2 separate regions of the Triticum aestivum genome follow, and region 2 is linked to region 1. Evidence: chromatin contacts called from public Hi-C data. All regions are on one chromosome and are shown on one strand. The core of a region is the stretch at or near the end of the contact, and the rest is flanking DNA. Distances in the headings are between cores, read along the strand shown. Region 1 holds the start of LOC123120113 (cytochrome b-c1 complex subunit 6-1, mitochondrial). Region 2 holds the start of LOC123120114.

Region 1 (2,700 bases), core at 82-2,581:
TCCATTTGGCGTTCAGTTATTTGCATAAAGTTAATGTTTGCAGAAAAGTGTTGATTATAAATAAGTATATGAACAATCTACTATACAAGCAAATCTTTGCTTGTTGTCACCGCAAGCAAGTACGTAACGCAGATTTCAATTTGCAGTCAATATAATAAATGTACAAGGCAAATATATAGGAAGTATGAAACAAACATAATGTAAGTACATGTCAATCACACTCAAGGATAGATAATTTAGCGTTCCATCACAACATAAACTAAAAACAACTGAAGAATATAGCTAATAAATAAGTAAAAAACGATGCTCGTCAAGCACAGTTTGCTGCGATCATGACAGCGGCATCACCAATTGGTTGCGTGGATGTGGTCACAACAGGCAGTCAAAACCTTATTATAGCAGTTAGAGTAGTGGTTTAATATATGTATGTCCACATTATATACATCAATAAAAAATAATTAGACATTCAAGATGTCAAATGCCAATGAAATGTAACCAGGGGTGGGGCATTTTATTGTGTGGATTAAAGCAAATTATTTGCATCACAATGCTCAAACAAAATATCCTGCTTCCACCGTGATTAATGGTCAGGACAAACCTCACTTCGCCTACGGATTTGAAGCCATTGCATCAGAACCCAAGACCAAATACATGTGTTACTTTAGAAGCATACTCCTAGGATCCCAACTAATGAAATGTATAATGAAAACAACTATAGCACAGAAAAACATTTAATTTGTGTTATTGCCTAGATAAACGCACCGATTCATCAGGTTTCCAATCGGCTGATGAGATCATCACTATTTCGTCCAAGGTGGAAAAAAAAATCGGCTGGCTCAAATTGCGGGATTTAAGTCGCACTGTGTTCCAAAAATACAAATGTGCGCTCTCGCCTTCAAATATAATTGATTCGCCATGCTTCTGATGCCCCGTTAGATTTCAAATTCGTTTCGGACACAAAAATCAGGTATAAATACGCGAATTGCGTTACATACTTCAACGCTGATAGTGAGAAAGAAGATCTAAAACTGCGCCCAACATATGCACAAGATCAAGAAACGATCGAAGTTCATAGACAGAACGGGCGGTAAAAAGAACTTCGAGAAAAAGAGAGCGAGAGAGAAAAAACATACATGGCAGCTGCAAGATCTCTAGCGAAATTCTTACGGCGTCCTGCACCGGAGAATGTCAAAGACCGGATCCAAGTGATGGGAGACTAGGGTTCCGTTCGGGTGGATGTGGAGAAGAGGAGGAATGGAGGGGAAGAGAGACGGGAAGGGACAGCTCGACCTATGGGCTCTTTTTTAGCGGAACCTACGGACTTTGTTCCGCTTCTGGCCCAGACCTGGCCAGATGGGCTAGCGCGGCCCTGCACCGCATGGCGCACCGAGGCACGCCAACTACACGGGCCGTGCCGGGCCGGCACACGTGCCGCGCTCCCCACGGGCCAGGCTGGTGGCACGTTTAGCCCACATGGGTTGCGTTTATTTAGGCAATAACACAAATCAAATTTTTTTCTGCCCTTCGGGGGTATCCGATAAAACTGGAATGATAAAGAGAAGATTAGCATGACCCCTACGTAAGGATGACACGCACAAATCAAGAAATGGTCCAAATTTTTGTGCACACCTCCGTTCCAAAGCCAACCAGAGAAACCAGGGAGAGGTGGCTGGGGCCAAGGCTGGGTCACATGAAAATTAACGTGGATGGACGTAATGGCACGCAAGGAGCGGCAGCTGCTTTCTGTAGGAATGAAGCGGGAGAGTACATGGGGACATCGGCAATTGTTGTTAGTAACATCACAGATGCACCAAGCCTAGAAGCGCTGGCATGTCGGGAGGGTGTAGCGTTATCTGAAGATCTTCATCTGAAGAATCACCTTGGCCTCCGTCAGGGCTAGGGACACCTGCTCCCGGGTCTCCTCGTTCTCCCGCTCGATACAGATGGACTGGGCGAAGAATACCTCCCATGCTCCGACAAGTGCTTCCCGTCACTGGGCCAGAGCCACCCTCTCACCTGCCAGGTTGGCCTCGAAACGGTCAACCGTCCGGCGCATCGAGCGGAAAAACCCGTCGGATGGTGTACCGACGCAAACAGCTCCCGCCAGATGAAGTACCGGCCGTAGGGCCCAGTTTGAAAACTGCCAGCATGAGGCGGTTCCTGGATGATCTCCTCCACTGCAGAGGTGGCCGCACGGTGTGCGACGCTATCGGGCCGACTGTCGCGCTCCACCATAGAGGGAGCGACATTTGTAAGGCTCCCTGCTGGAGCTGCTAGGATGCAAAGACCGTTGCTTAAGGTACTGCTGGAAACAGCCCTGGGGCCCTTCACATACCCAATGACGGGGGCCCCGGGGTCTGTGCGTCTAGACCAATGGCTCCCTCCCGGGCATTCTCGGGAGAGGCAGCGGCATCTCAAATAGACCAAACAACGGGGGCCTCCGAGGCCTGGACGCTAGGGTTATTGATGCCTCTCGGGGCCTTGGAGTCTCCCGTAAACCCAATAACGGGGGACTCCGGGATCGGAAGGTTCTCCACGGGACTCTCCTCCGGGTCCTCCCGGGCGTCTCGGCCGACATCCACTTCCATCCCAACGTCGCCGTCGGGGACCGTTACCACTAAGGAACGACCCTCTTGCATAGGTGTGCTCACCGCAGAATGGTCCGCTCCACCTTGGGCGGCCTCCCGGGACGCTGCTACG
Region 2 (2,839 bases), core at 274-2,773, 590 kb after region 1:
TTCGGCGACGTCGCAGTCGCTTCCTCCGCCTCAGGAACTACCATCGGACGGCCGCCGGGTCACCGATCATCCGCCGTCGTGTCGTCTCACAGTGCTCTGCTCCCTCCTCTGTTTTCAATCGGGGAAGAGAAGGAGAAGTGGAGAGACAGAGAGACGGGGGAGAGGGGGGCAACGCAAAATGACCACCGCGTCGCGCACTGACGGGTGGGCACCGCGCTGACTGCTGGGCCCGAGGCTGACGGGCGAGACCTGTGATGACGTGGCACAGGGGCTGATACGCGGTACGTACGCCAAGTGTAGAGCCAGGACTGTCCGCCCAAGTTCCAGGACCGTAGTGTGGACGTATTTTCAAGAATCAGGACCGTATTGGATCAATACTCAACTTCCAGGACTGAATTGGACCTCGCCAGCAAGTTCCGGGATGATACGTGCAATTATCTCCTACCGAACTGCACGTCTGCGGCATCCGGAGGCAGAACCACTTCAGCGATTATTTTAAAATAAAAATCCAATAGCTAATGGCCATAAAACCAAGCGCACTGAACAAAGTGTGAACCGCGGGGTCACCCAGCCGACCTGGACTAGACCATCTCCAGTGGCTACCAACAAATTTTGAAGATGGAAGAGCCGGCGCCTGCAAGTGCACTGCATAGGGAGTCGTTGATGGCCGCACGTGCATGTTGTGTGGACTGCTCCAGCGATTCGTCGGACGCTGTTGTGAAAGTGAGCTGCATCTAAACAAAAAATATCACCCGATGGAGTGAGCTGGACTGCCGTAGGTTTTCACCTTTGTGGCCAACACAGGGAGTGCTTCCGGACCTCCAAATCCATCCTCCTGATCTACGGGAAGCCAGCCAAACAGAAATTGGATGCACAACATAGCTAGAACTGACAGCTGAGCATGGAAGGAAGACTAACAAAACAAAAATTGTAGAGAGTTCAGCCGGTTCTTACCAGCGATTCAGACTCCTGCACGTCGGCGTGGATCTCACACAACTTCTTCCGCTTCTTCTCTGGTGAAGCGAACAGGCAGAGAAGAGGACGAGACCAAGATACAGAAGAAACAATCGGGACCTGGGGTTCTGGCGAGAGAGAGAGGGGGGGGGGGTCGTGCGTGCGTACCGTCGTCGGCGGTGGAGGCGGTGGCGCACTTGCGGGAGTGGGCAGCGGAGATCTCGTAGTACTGCCCTGCGTAGCCCTCGAAGACCTCACTCATGGTCGCTCCTTCCCCCGATGAATCCGCCGGCATTTGTGGCAGCCGGACCAGATCGAGGCCTGCGGAGCCTCCGGTAGAATCTAGGCGAGCAGAGGCAGTCGATGGGTGGGTGGTCGGAGCGAGTTCATTGGGGAGGGGGAGGCATGCGCCCAAGGGAGGACCGGATCCGTCGCCAACCAGGACGTGATGGCGAGATCTGGCGAGAGGTAGGTGGAGAGGGTGGGCGATGCTGGGAAGAAGGTTGGTAGGAGAGGGAGTGGGTGGGACGGGCACTATGGAGTGGCGGGGGAAGTTGCCCCGGGGTGGGGGTTGACCGAGCGCCGCTGGGAGTCCGGATGTAGTGTTAGCAAAATAAGCGATTTGGTGTGCAGAATAAGACCCCTTAAGAGTCTTATTCTGCTAACACCTCTTAAGAGTCTTATTCTGCTAACACTTATGCACTCCTCCGTCCATCTGACCCGAACCGCACAGCAACCGGAGAAAACCGCGCTGGCCCACCCACCCCCGCACCCCACCTAGCGCTCGTTGCCCACCTTCTTCCCCACCACCACGACTACCCGGCGCCCCACCGCCCCCACTCCCGTGGCCCCCACCATCCCCATCCCTCCGGTGCTCCACCACCTCCCACCGCGCGGCTCCCCACCACCCCCACCCTTCCGGTGCCCCACCGCCCCCATCCCTCCCACCTTCTTACTCCCCCCCCCCGCCTCTTCCCACCTCCACTACCGACAGCCGGCGACCACTGGGACAACCTCGACCACCGCGCCGCCCCACCCCACCACAATCATCCCCCCGCCCCACCTTCCTATTTCGCCCGCCGCCGCTGCACAGGGTCGTGCCCCCGCCCAACAAACTACATCCGGCGGCCAAGCCCTGCCTAGCAGCCACCGGATCCGGCAGATCTGGCTCCACCTTCCCTCGTCTTCCCCTCCTCAAGATCGCCACCACCGCATGGGTTCCTGTCGTCTTGCCTCTCCTCACGCCGCCGCGCCGGACGGCCATAGCAGCACCGGAGGCGAGCCACCCTCCCCCCTCTTCTTTCCTTCTTCTTCCTCCCACTTCTCCGATAATCGCCGCCCGGCGACCATGGAGGAGAGGGCTCCCCACCAAGCCTGACCTCACTCTCCGCCGCAGATTCGGTGAGCCCGACCCCAGCTACTCCTCTCTGCCATGGATCCGGCAGGAGAAGATCCCTGATGAGAAGAGGAGGCAGCCTACCCTCACTCCTCTCCGGCAAGGCCGCCTTCGTCCTTGATGCTCGCGCCGTTGTCCAAGCTGGCGACTGCGACTCTGCACACGGGCGTGCAGTCCTGCCCACGGGGAAGTGCAGCTCGGCCAACGTCGGGCTTGTAAAACTATTGCCCCCACCCCGTGGGTTGTGCACCTCCTCCGTTGTCGAGCAGGTACGTAGTTCCCCTTTTCCTTGGGACAACGTACAACTCCTCCAACCTCCGCCGATCTACTAAGAACCGGCGACCCCCGTCCTGCCCGGATTTCACCTGTGACTATAGTCCATAGCACGGGCACTTGCAGCTCTGTCTTCCCCTATAGGAAGTACATCGACAGCAAAGGTGCCTGGATGTGGGCGAGCCCCTTGCCGCCGAACTCCATGTGTCTCGTTGG

What was found. A called contact is a pair of places that touch in the nucleus more often than the background predicts.
Region 2: a contact with region 1 is called in a Hi-C map of leaf, with 4 times the contacts expected there. The contact joins the promoter of LOC123120114 here to the promoter of LOC123120113 in region 1. A contact is called at or near these places in 2 of 5 Hi-C or Micro-C datasets (both in leaf).

Annotation. Positions count from the first base shown.
Region 1 is chr5D:214,018,259-214,020,958 of IWGSC CS RefSeq v2.1, forward strand. LOC123120113 (cytochrome b-c1 complex subunit 6-1, mitochondrial) reads right to left here and starts at 1,332. Exons shown (of 4, transcript XM_044540133.1): 1 at 1,134-1,332. The coding sequence starts at 1,135. LOC123126896 (U6 spliceosomal RNA) reads left to right here and starts at 1,520; the gene lies at 1,520-1,621.
Region 2 is chr5D:214,612,655-214,615,493 of IWGSC CS RefSeq v2.1, forward strand. It overlaps LOC123120114, which reads right to left and starts at 1,524. Exons shown (of 2, transcript XR_006459331.1): 1 at 955-1,524.